Linked DNA regions of Mus musculus: region 2 is linked to region 1. A link is a contact called in public Hi-C data. All regions are on one chromosome and are shown on one strand. The core of a region is the stretch at or near the end of the contact, and the rest is flanking DNA. Distances in the headings are between cores, read along the strand shown.

Region 1 (5,827 bases), core at 2,537-5,036:
AGCCAAACCAAACCAAACCAAACCAAACCAAACCAAACCAAACCAAACCTCGTGCTGTAACCTGAAGTCTGGAAGAGGATATGCCAGACCAAGAGGACCACAGGGGCAGATTCACGTTTGTTCAGCCCCTAATTTCAACTACTATGTGTTCACTGAGCACATCCTGTGGAGTGGGCCCCACCTAGGCTGCTGCTGTGAACTGCAGTTGGGGTGTGTGTGTGTGTGGGGGGGGGGGGAGGCGTGTGCAGAAAATGACATGCATACTGAGATGCAGTGCTCTGTGGGAGAGCGGGAGGTGTATGGGGTTCTAAGGAGGTGTGAAGGGGTGTGTGCTTGGGTTGGGTGCTGGGGTCAGTGATGGGAAATCCTTCAGCACTGGGGAGGCTCTGTGAGTAGGACCCTAGAGGGCATGAGGGAGGGAGGGAGGGAGGGATGGAGGGAGGGAGGGAGGGAGGGAAGGAGGGAGGGAGGGAGGGAGGGAGGCTGTGCAAAGTCTAAAGACAGAGAAAAGGGATGTATATTGAAAGGCCTGAAATAAGCCCCATGGACAGTGAGTGACTGATCGTGGGCCTTAGAGCCGCAGCTAATGACAAAGTCTGGCCTGTTTCACAGAGGGCCCTGCAGCCACAGAGCAGTGGCAGTAGTCCATCCCATGGACCAGGAGGCAGAGCCCTCAGAACTGATGCCCTTTCAGAGCCTGCTCATCTCAAGCCAGGCATGTTATCTACCCCTCTGAGCAGAGCTGACTGAAGGGAACCCTTATGGAAATGTGGGGATGTGTCTGCAGGCTGACTCCAGGGAACAGGTTACCTTGCTCCAACCCCATGTGTGGAAAGCCTTAGTTTGGCTCTTTGGGGTTGGGTCTTCCCTCAGGATCATGCTCATTAGCACTTCCTCTCCCTTTCCAGCCATGGCTCCACCCTCCCCAGCAAGTCAATCAACTGGGTCATTTGGCAGCCTCCTCTCAAGCTACAAGAAGTCCAGTCAAAATTAAAACAAAACAAAACAAAACAAAAAAACCCAGTTGCCCGGTCACCCTGCTCCCAGTTCCTGGAGTGACTGGATGTTTCAGGAGGACCTGGGAAGCTGTCAACAGAGATAGGCTGGACCTGGATAGAAGGGGAAATATTTATTTTGCGGGGATAAATATTACAGAAAAAAAAAAACTTTCCATTCTCCGGGCTCTGACGTAGATTTTTTTTCTTACCAGGAAGGAATCCTCACTGCCTAAAAAAGGGCAGCAAGAGAACTCGTAGGTGCCTTTCACAAACCGTGTGCCTCCACAGAGTAAACCAGCACACTGGTTACAGCTTGAGTGGAAGTGTCCCCCACAGGCTCCTGTGTGTGAACACTTGATGTCATCCCCCCGGCCCTGCCCCCACCGAGTGTGGTCCTCCTCTTTTGGAAGTTTGTGGAACCTTTAGGAGGTGGGGCCGTGCTGGAGGAAGTGCATCACTAGGGAATGGCCTTAGGATTTTGAAACCTAGCCCCACTTCCTGTCCACTCTGCTTCCTGTCTGTGGATACTTGGTGACCAAAGGCGCACTTTGTGCATCCCCTGCTGGGACAGACTGCTTCACCTTATACCATGAGCCACAGGAAGTCCCACCTCCCTCAAACTGCTTCTTGGTCGTGCCATAAGAAAAGTGACCGAGGTACTGGTTAGTTCATAATGTTGCACCTACAGGGTTGCTGGAAAGAGAGGCCCACTGGACAGGCAAACTTTATATGCCCCAGTACAGGGGAACGCCAGGGCCAAAAAATGGGAATGGGTGGGTAGTGGGGGGGGGGCTTTGGGGATAGCATTGGAAATGTAATTGAGGAAAATATGTAATAAAAAAAATTAAAAAAAAAAAGAAAGAAAAGTGACCGAGACAGTACCTGTGTAGTACGTGGGAAGTCTTATCTTATGAGTAATGAGAAAGCACACGTACTTGAGCCAGGGCTGCCTTAAGGTGACCATGGCAAGTTATCTGGATTTTTCCAAGCCTTTCTCTGGCTCTGCAAAGTTCCTTAGGCATGCTACCCAGGAGACTGTCTCCCAGGTTCATCAAGGCGGGCTTTCTTTTGCCACCCTTCCCCCACACCTCCCAGCCACGTTTCCTCATGCCCAGGTGTTTTCAAACACTTCAATCTGCCTGCCGTGGTGGCTGCCAAGGGGGACAGGTAGATCTTAGCAATGGAGTCCTTACAGAGCTTCCAAGCTTATGGGTAAACCTGAAAGTGAAGGTGGATTCCAGACAAGCTAGGTTCCCCCCCCCACCCCCGCTGGAAGATTTGGATGAAGATCTCAGGAAAGGGCTAGAGTCCCCTTTCCTGCCCCAAACACATGCCAGTTCAAATGGCCACCTTAGTTACCCTGCATGGGAGTGGCCAAGCCTCACCCACAGGCCACTTATAAGAGAACTCCGCAGTATGAGCAGGTCAAGCCCAGCTCTCAGGAGAAGAAGAACAAGACACAGGGGCTCTTCCTCAGCTACCACTGAATACCAGGGCACCTGTAGTATTTCTTCAGGAGAGGGAGAGTCCCTCAGAAGGAAAGTGACATGTCTGCATGGTGCCACGTGGACTGCATGACAAGGCAGGGTGAGAGCTTGCACACAGCCAAGGCTTATTACAGTGGTGTCCCCAGGGCTGGGGGCTGGGGTATAAGGGGGATGACGTTCATTGTGCTGGCGCCACTTTCTGTGGGAAGGAGAGGACGGCACCTCATCACTCTTGAACAATATGCTTTTCCTAGTCCCAGATAGCCAGGTGACATGTGTAACCAGAGTGTCCCCTCCTCACTTTTGCACTGCTGGGACATCCCGAGCGAGGCGCCCAGGTCTTCAGGACAGGCATTTACCAGCAGGAATGTCCTCCAGCCACGGCCACAGCTCTCACCAGGCTGCTGCTGAGGCCAGGGGGAATAAATGGGGATTTTAGTCCTTTGGAAGGTTGGGGGAATGGAGACCAGCATTTTCCAGGGTTGAGGCAGTGTGGAGCAGAAGGAAGGCTTTAGGGCAGACAGAAGGGCTTACTGGACTTACAGATAGGCTCAATCAAACATGCAATGATTACCTTTGTGCCCATAAGTATGCTAGGCTCTCAATAGGTGGAAAATGCCATCATCTTGGTTGTTCACTAGCTGTGTGGCTCTGGGCAAGTCACCTGACCTCTCTGAGCCTCAGGCTTCACCTCTATGGGAGGTCTCTGAAGCGCTGGGTGTCTGGTGCTGAGGAACACACAGCAGGTACTCCAGCCATGGGCTACCTTATCCCCTCTTTTAGAAAATCGACTGGTGAGTGGAGGGCAGGCACGTCCACCCTAGCACCCCACCCATCCTCACCCTTCCAACTGTTTTAGCTAAGAAAGTTTTCTGAGAGCGCTGGGTGAAGTGCCTACCACAACTCTCCTTCAAACAGAACAGGAGGCCCCCACTCTGGAGCTCCGCCAAGAGCCTTCTCAGAAAGGCACGACAGCCAGCACTCTGCCCACGGCCTGCCAGGGCCAGACTGGGTGGTGAAAAATAAAATCTAACGAGGTGCTTCTGAGCCCTCGGGAAAGAGACTCATGGAGCGGCTCTGAGCCTGGCTTCTGGGCAACCTGGGGGAACAAGCTTTCAGCCTGTGAACATCCCCAGATATTACTATCAACAGTGTGTGCATGTGTGTTGTGTGCTGTGTGTGTGTTGGTTCTAGAACAAATGCTGATCCCAGCCTCCCCCTCCTCCCCAGAGAGCCTCCCACTCTGAGGATCCCTGAGCTCTGCTCTGAAACGCGTGTTTATGCCTCCCTCTTCTGGTCATAATTGTCATTGCACCCACCCAACCTGCCTGCAGAAGTGGGTGAGCCGGACTTGAATGTCTTACCTGCTTTACCTATCTCCCTTGCAGGAGTGGATGCTGGGCTGGAAGCTTGGCTCTTGTATGCTGCCTTGCAGTAGCCTCATTGACTGCCATATTGACAGTAGGAACAGGGAATGGCTCCAAATAATATCATAGTACCAGCTAATATTTATTTGCTTAATATTTCAGGATTGGTGACTATGTATGCTTAATTTATTTGTTTGTCTGCATCTCTTTATTTACTTAGTATTCGTGGGGAAGATTTGTTTCCCTCATGCCAATGAGTTTTCTTGATTTGTATTCTCTTGTAACCCTGAGGAGGTTTTACTTTCGCCATATCGCTACAGAATCCAGAGCTGAAGCATTCGGAAAGCAGCACACTGCCAGTATACTGCTGGGATTTGAGGCCACATAAGCCTTAGGCCAGGGAGGCTACACATTTCAGTGGTGGCTCTGTGACTTCAGAGCACATGTAGATAGCTAATGGTGCTTGTTAAAATGCAGCTTCCAGGGCCCAGGGGGTCCATGTCTGCAGTAAGTCCTGGAATATGCACTGTAGTACACACAGGGATAATGTCACCCTTGATGTATTGATTCCATGGGTGCTTTTACAGGGACTCAGGGCATCTGGAAAGATCCAGGGCCCAAATGCAGAGAGGGACAGGTGGGTAATTGACTCTGGCATAGGAGGGTCCCTCTGTGCTTAAATTCTGCCAGACTGTGTTGGTCTTCTGGCAGCTCAGAGATATATCAGGTGAGAGGAGGGGACCTCAGAAGTGATGGCGAGCAGGAAGGGACTCTGACCAGACTGTGGGATTGTACAGGTTGCTTCTCTCTGCTCAGACTGTGTGTTTCCTTCTCTTCTTTATTTTCCTCTCCCTGGTCTGCTTCTGCAATCTTCTCCCTCTTCTCTCCCTCCCTGATCCCTAAGAGTTCGCAGCATCTTGGGTATCTAGCATCTCACTTTCTGCTCTCTGATGTCCCCAGACGCCAATCAGTGTCTCCTCTGTGTAGGTTGAACACACTAGCAGGCCTTGCTCTGAGTTTTCACCGGGACAGTATTTGGGGACTCAGGCTGATGAATTCTTGCCAGCCTGGGCCCCTCACAGTTTCCCTTACAGATATGACATGGGACTCAGTTTTACATGGTCCCTTCCTTCCTGAGATTCCTCAGGTCAGCCAACTCTGGGCTGGCCATAACCAGAGCATGGCTCTGCTTTCTTTTTAGCATCCTGTCCTGATGCTGATTTATCATCCACCCCCAATCCAAGCTCCAGGGCCACAGAAACCTGAAGCTGAAAAAGAAGAAAAGTAGTAAGCAAGAATCGAGGAGGTAAGGTGAAGTTCAGCATGGCTGGCAAAGTCAGAGGCTATGTTAACGTCTTTGCTCTATCCTATAGACAGCCAGGGCCCCAGAGATGTCCTAAAGACACCAGGACCCCAAAGATGTCCTAAAGATGGAGAGGGCCCCCAAAGATGTCTTAAACACAGAGAGGCCCCCCAATGGTGTCCTAAAGACCGAGAGATTCCCCAAAGATGTCCTAAAGACTAAGAAGGGCCCAGAGATTGCCTAGAGACAGCCAGTACACCAGAGATGTCCTAAAACAGTGAGGGGTCCCCAAAGATGTCTTAAAGACTGAGAGGGCCCCAGAGAAGTCCTAAAGACTCCAGGACCCCAGAGATATCCTAAAGACAGAGAGGGCCCCAGAGATGTCCTAAAGACACCTGGACTCCAGAGATGTCTTAAAGATAGAGAGGACTCCAGAGATATCCTAAAGACACCAAGACCCCAGAGATGTCCTAAAGACAGAGAGGGCCCCAGAGATGTCCTAAAGACACCAGGACTACAGAGATGTCCTAAAGATACCCGAACTCCAGAGATGTCTTAAAGATAGGACTCCAGAGATGTCCTAAAGACAACAGGACTCCAGAGATGTCCTAAAGACAGAGAAGGCCCCAAAGATCTCCTAGAGACACCAGGACCCAAAAGATGTCCTAAAGA
Region 2 (5,764 bases), core at 1,080-3,579, 320 kb before region 1:
TATAAACACCCTAAACCAGGTACACTGCTTGTAATTCCAATGGTTAAAAATGAAAGCCAGGCAGGTATACAACTAGCCTACAGATGGACTGCGAAAATACTGTTTGCATTTTGCATAGTATTTCTAAAAAGTAAATTAGCATGCTCTCTGTCTCTGTCTCTCTGGCTGTTCCTGTCTCTCTCTGACTGTCTCTGTCTTTGTCTCTCTGCCTCTCTCTGCCTCTCTCTCTCTGTGTCTCTACATAGTCACGGCTATCCTGGAATTCACTATGTAGACTAGATTACCTCAAACTCAAAGAGATCTGCCCACAGCTGCCTCGTGAGTGCTGGGATTAAAGGCATGCGCCACCACACCTGGTAAATTAGCTCATTGTTTAAAATTTGTGAGGCTTGGGGGCTGGAGAGAGAACACAGCAGTTAAGAGTACATGCTGCTCTTGTAGAGGACCCAGGTTTAGTTTCCAGCACCCTCAAAGAGTGGCTTATAATTGCCTATAACTCCAGATCCAGGGGATCTGCAGCCTGTGACCTTCATAGGCATCTGTACTCATATGCAGAGCTTCAGCCACAAATATACATAACTAAAAATAATAGACATGACTTTAAAATTTGGGGAGATTTCATGTAAGTATCTGAATTTTTTCTTTCAGCCAGTGGAAGGAAGGAAGGGAAGAAGGAATGATGAGAGGGAGGGAGGGAGGATGGATGGGTGGATCTGGAGCTACTGAGCTCAGTCTTATAGAGCGCCATCTGCTGGTGCCAAGTGGTGGTATGCCCTCCAGAGGAGCAGGGCACCTGCTTGGTGGTGTTACATCACTGCAGCCCTGTTCTTCTGAACATACATGTGCATTCTGCAATGACCCTGCCACCATCCCACAGAATATCAACAAGCCCTACCTGAAACAGCTGAGCTTAGACTTGAGACTATCGGATATTGTGAACTCCAGTTCTTTTACTGTGCTTGAAAAGATTTCTGCTTTTAAAAATGTTTTTTAGATTTATTTTGTTTTGCATGCATGGCATGTATAAGGTTTTTGCCTGCATGTACGTATGTGCAACATATACATGCAGTACTCATAGAGGCCAGAAGAAGGCATCAAATCCCCTGGAACTGGAGTTAATAGTTGTGAGCCACCATGTTGGTGCTGGGGAACAAACCCAGGTTCTCTGAGATTGCAGCCGGTGCTTTTAACAGCTGAGCCATCTCTGAAGCACCAAAAATCCTTGACATAGACAGCAAGACAATATGGATCCTATAGTTAGGCAGACTTGCGTGTTTTGTTTTGTTTTTGTTTGTTTATCTGTTCGTTTGTTTGAGACAGGGCTTCTTTGTGTAGCCCTGGCTGCCTGGAACTTGCTCTGTAGAGCAGGCTGGCCTTGAACTCCAAGATCTGCCCATCTTTGCCTCTGGAGTACTCTGCCCCCATGTCCAGCAGCAGGCTTGGTTTTAAACGCAGGTTCTTCTAATTACCACATCTGTGACTTGGAACAAATTTCCTGGTCTGAGCATCAGCTGCTCATCTATAGAACTGGAATTTTTTTTTAATATTTATTTATTTATTTATTTATTTATTTATTTATTTATTTATTTATTATATGTAAGTACACTGTAGCTGTCTTCAGACACTCCAGAAGATGGCATCAGATTTCATTACGGATGGCTGTTAGCCACCATGTGGTTGCTGGAATTTGAACTCAGGACCTTTGGAAGAGCAGTTGGTGCTTTTAACCGCTGAGCCATCTCACCAGCCCTAGAACTGGAATTTTAAGAAGCAAGCTAGCGCACAAAACTGGGAAGTCTCAGGGGATTAGGACGAAGAAGCCCTGAGCGAAGTCTTTGCACACATCTGGTTCACAAGCAATCGCTACCTGTCTCTGTGGCCAGTGCCTAAGACCACAGTGGGTGCCCCCAGCAGACACAGGGCAGGGTGCTGTGATCCAATTCCTATCTGGGTCTCTTCTTCCAGTCTCTCTTGACCAGCTCCTCCAGAGACAGCTTTGACCAGAGTGAGTTCACATAGGGAAGTCTGGCCTTGAATATCTGAGAGGTTCCTTTCCTTCTGCCCTTCACACATTAGTCACAAGAAATCCTCCTTCCCATAGAAAAGCTTGAAATGATAATAATTAATAATAATAATAAAGGAGGTAAATGTTTGCTATCTAGTCTACCAGAGAGTAGGCTAGTAGTAGGCCTCACCAGGCCTCTACTGAAAGATGCCCCGGTGTTCTTCTCAACGCTGTTAGCTGATGACTTGACTAAAACAGAACTGTCTGCCAATCAGAGAAGATTGCTATGACTCTCACAGAATGGGGAAGTGGGCAGAGGAGAGTGAACACGGGACAAGAGGAAGCCTGGCATCATCCCTGTATCGCATGGATGCTGGCTAGCTGTCTCCTGACATCTCTAGGGACAGGAAGCCTGAGAGCTCACAGGAACACAATTCAGGCGGGGAGAGAGGGAACACCTATTTTTTGGGGGGAGTCACACAAGCATAAGAAGCTGGAAGTGTGGGTGTGAGTGCACACACCCGGGACTTGTGCAAATGCCCCTATGTGAACACACATTTGCATTGGGCACAGGAATGTGTAACTGTGTCTGAACTTGTGTGCAACTGTTGATGAATATGCCTTGAGTGTGTGTACACAGTTGTGTTTCTGTGTTTTGGGAGTGGGCAGAATGTGACATTGGATCATTTTGCTACATGCACAGGTATTGGGGGACCACCCAGCACAGGACCAGGGAAAGCCCTTTGAACCAAAGCTCTCAGCTCCCTTCTCAGTAGGACAGGAGCTTCCATGAGACTGAAGAGCTCATCCACACGCTTATGGGTGTCTGTCTCAGCGCCGGAGTGTGGCAGGGGCAGAGCAGAGTGGCTCTCAGCAGAACAACAAGGAGCACGGAGCACCTAGTTCTATGTGGGCTGCTGGGGTTCTACAGATGGGCCATCAGAGATCCAGGGCTTCTGAGACAGGAAAATGACAGTGTACTTTAGCCTAATACATTTCTTGTTCTAGAATGGTCCTTGTCAATCTTACTACTACTAAACTACTGTTGTTGTTATTGTTGTTGTTATTATTATTATTATATATATTTTTGAGACAGGGTTTCTCTGTAGCCCTGGCTGTCCTGGAACTCACTTTGTAAATCAGTCTGTCCTTGAACCTGGAGAGCCACCTGCCTCTGTCTCCCAAGTGCTGCGATTAAAGGCGTGTGCTAGCACTGCCCAGCTGGCCCGTGTCAGTCTTATCTCTTCCTCCTTCATCTCTTCTCAAGGAGGTACTAGGAATTGCCAGACTTAGAAAGTGCAACAGCAATGCTGCCATAAGCAATTTTACATAGCAGGGTAGTCTTAAGTCTACTTAGTCTACCTCCATGCTTCTAGTGCTTCAGAAAGGCTTCAGTCCCCACAGGCCTGGTGAAGCCTTCTCATGCTGGAGTCAGCTCCCACTGTCCCCTGCCTCAACACTGTCTTGCTATAGTAGCTGCCCACTTGAGTGCCCCAGGCTAGAACTATGTATTGCTTTAGCTGTTGGCTCACATGTTCCTGATCCCCGCACGGACAGAGCCAGCAGTTAGGCTCTTTCCCCAGGGGTAGCGGGTGCTGCTTACCTGTACAGAAAAGGTGCAACCGTGGCTGTGTTGGGATGGTTGTATTGCTGCTGAGGCTGAGGTAGCTGGACACTGACGGTATTGCTTCCAGTGGTCTGCGTGGTCCCGACGGAGCCGCTGACGGTCTGGCTGCTGATGCTGGGGTTTAGACTGGTCCCTCCGGGGCCTTTTCCCTCCGAGGATGCCAGGCTGGAGGAGGAGCTAGAGTGCCTGCTGTCCAGCTGGGCCTTCTGGGGAGGGAGCCCTGAGCTCAGCTTCCCTCTGCTCCTCTCTCCTTCCTTGGGAGGTATGGGGGCACTTGGGGACTTCGCAGACACGTTCTTCATTCCTGGTTTTGGTATGCCGCTGTGGGACGGAGCTGTAGCCTCCTTCTTGGTGCTGTTGAGCTTGCCCCCTTTGGGGATAAAGCTGGCGATCTTGGAGGACTTTTTCGGCATCTCAGTCACAGCCACCCCACTGAGATCTGCCTTGGTTTCTTCCTTGAGGTCAGGCCTGTCGGTCACGGAGACTCTCTTGGTGAGGTCCTTGCCCTTCTCCTTCTCTTTCTCCTTCTCCTTCTCCCGCTGCTGCTTCTCCTTCTCTTTCTCATTACCCTTTGGGGAGCTCTTCTTATTGGTAAGCGCCCTGCTGAAAGTCCTCTGTGCAATGCCCTTGAGTGCAATCTTGGGGCTGCTGGATGCAGGGCCCACGGTAGAAAGTGCCCTGTTGGCTGTGGCCTCCAACTCTTCAGTCTCTTCGAAGCTGGGCAGGATCTCTAGTCGCTCGCAGCTCGTGTCCCGGGATGCTGAGCCCTCACCTGCTTTGGAGCCTCCCTTGCTGTTGAAAAGTTTGAGCTTTTCCAACATGGATTTCTGATTGTTAGGGGCAGGCTTCATGGCTTCAGGTGTGGGCCTGGGGGCCTCGGGCCCAGCGGGTTTGACGGACAGCATGGCTGACGTGGCAGTGTGCTTCACGCTGAGGGACTTGCTACGCCAAGGCTTGGAGGTCATGCTGGGCTGGGGGATGGCTGAGGAGGAGCAGTTAACAGGGACGGAAGGGCTGTTCTCCAAGGGCGCAGGGACATTTTCGCTCATTCCTGGATGGGAGGAGGCTGAGCTTGCCAGTGGCTCTGCAAGAGACAGGGAAGGGACAGCGACCTGAGTCATAGCCACTGAACTGCACTGAAGACACAGGAAGGCCAGCCATGGCTACCCAGCCAGCCATTCCCCACTTGTACGCCCTGAAACTCCATTACTGGAGGTGAGGATTATCTGTGGTTACAGTTTAAACCCAGTTCATCTCCCCTGTCCTCCGACGTGTGCCGTTCACACGGCACCTCCCCCAGCCTCACCACATCTTGGTTGTATCTGTTCTGTAAACACATGCCAATCTGAACAGTACCATGCAGAGCACAACTAAGAATGTAAATAATCTACCGGAAAAAAAAAGAGAAAATCCTTTACTACCACCACCACCACCACATACCACTCCTGTGGTATTCGAGGGTGTAGGAAATAAATGCTTTAAGTGATTGAACGCAGAATCCCAGTTGTGAACAATAGTCAAGAAGTGTCCAATTTTTAGAGAACAACTTATCATAGACATTAAAACAGGCCAAAGAAAGTAAGTAAAAATAGGAACTGAGGAGAGACAAGCAATTTTAAATGAAAAAATAGATTATTCATAAAAGTTGCTAATTCCTATGTAAGATATTTCTTTGTTAGCACTTTTCCTTCCCTCCTTCCTTCCTTCCTTCCTTCCTTCCTTCCTTCCTTCCTTCCTTCCTTCCTTCCTTCCTTCCTTTCTCTCATGACAAGGTTTCTCTGTGTAGCCCTGGCTGTCTAGCAACTCACCCTGTAGACCAGGTTGGCCTTGAACTCAGAGATCTGCCTGCCTCTGCCTCCTGAGCGAGCGAGCCATCACGCCCAGCCTAGAGAATCTCACTTTGTCCTAGCCTGTTCAGGGAAACAGGTGCAGCATATTCTCTGTATTCACGTGGGAAATTCACAGTGGAGAGAAATGAGTTCTCTCCAGCGAACACTTAAAACCCACACATCCCAGAGTGGGCGTGAACCACCAACCTTTCCGTTCACGGCCAAATATGCTGAGCAGTTGCGCAATGGAGACATTATGCTGGTGGTTTTTAAAGGCTTACAGACAGAACAACTTTTACTTAA

The links. A called contact is a pair of places that touch in the nucleus more often than the background predicts.
Region 2: a Hi-C map of bone marrow-derived macrophages shows a contact between it and region 1, with 19 read pairs. The contact joins two enhancer-like sites. A contact is called at or near these places in 1 of 15 datasets of contacts at CTCF or cohesin (the NIH/3T3 cell line), 5 of 484 Hi-C or Micro-C datasets (bone marrow-derived macrophages, cortical neurons, embryonic stem cells and 1 more), 9 of 115 datasets of contacts at active chromatin or transcription factors (craniofacial prominence, embryonic basal ganglia, embryonic limb bud and 2 more) and 1 of 9 other capture datasets (embryonic stem cells).

What each region holds. Positions count from the first base shown.
Region 1 is chr7:49,130,875-49,136,701 of GRCm38.p6, reverse strand. All of the region lies in intron 3 of 9130015G15Rik (RIKEN cDNA 9130015G15 gene), which reads left to right. It also overlaps a transcript of Nav2 not described here. Among named protein-coding and RNA genes, the nearest start is that of 9130015G15Rik, 28 kb to the left of the region's middle. Within about 2 kb of position 3,786, at least 38 of the 459 cell types and tissues checked have an H3K27ac peak or open chromatin away from gene starts, as enhancers often do. A contact at or near this core is called in bone marrow-derived macrophages, where this site is marked.
Region 2 is chr7:49,451,351-49,457,114 of GRCm38.p6, reverse strand. Nav2 (neuron navigator 2) reads right to left here. Exons shown (of 39, transcript NM_175272.3): 7 at 3,609-4,716. Among named protein-coding and RNA genes, the nearest start is that of Gm51447, 16 kb to the right of the region's middle. Within about 2 kb of position 2,329, at least 44 of the 459 cell types and tissues checked have an H3K27ac peak or open chromatin away from gene starts, as enhancers often do. A contact at or near this core is called in bone marrow-derived macrophages, where this site is marked.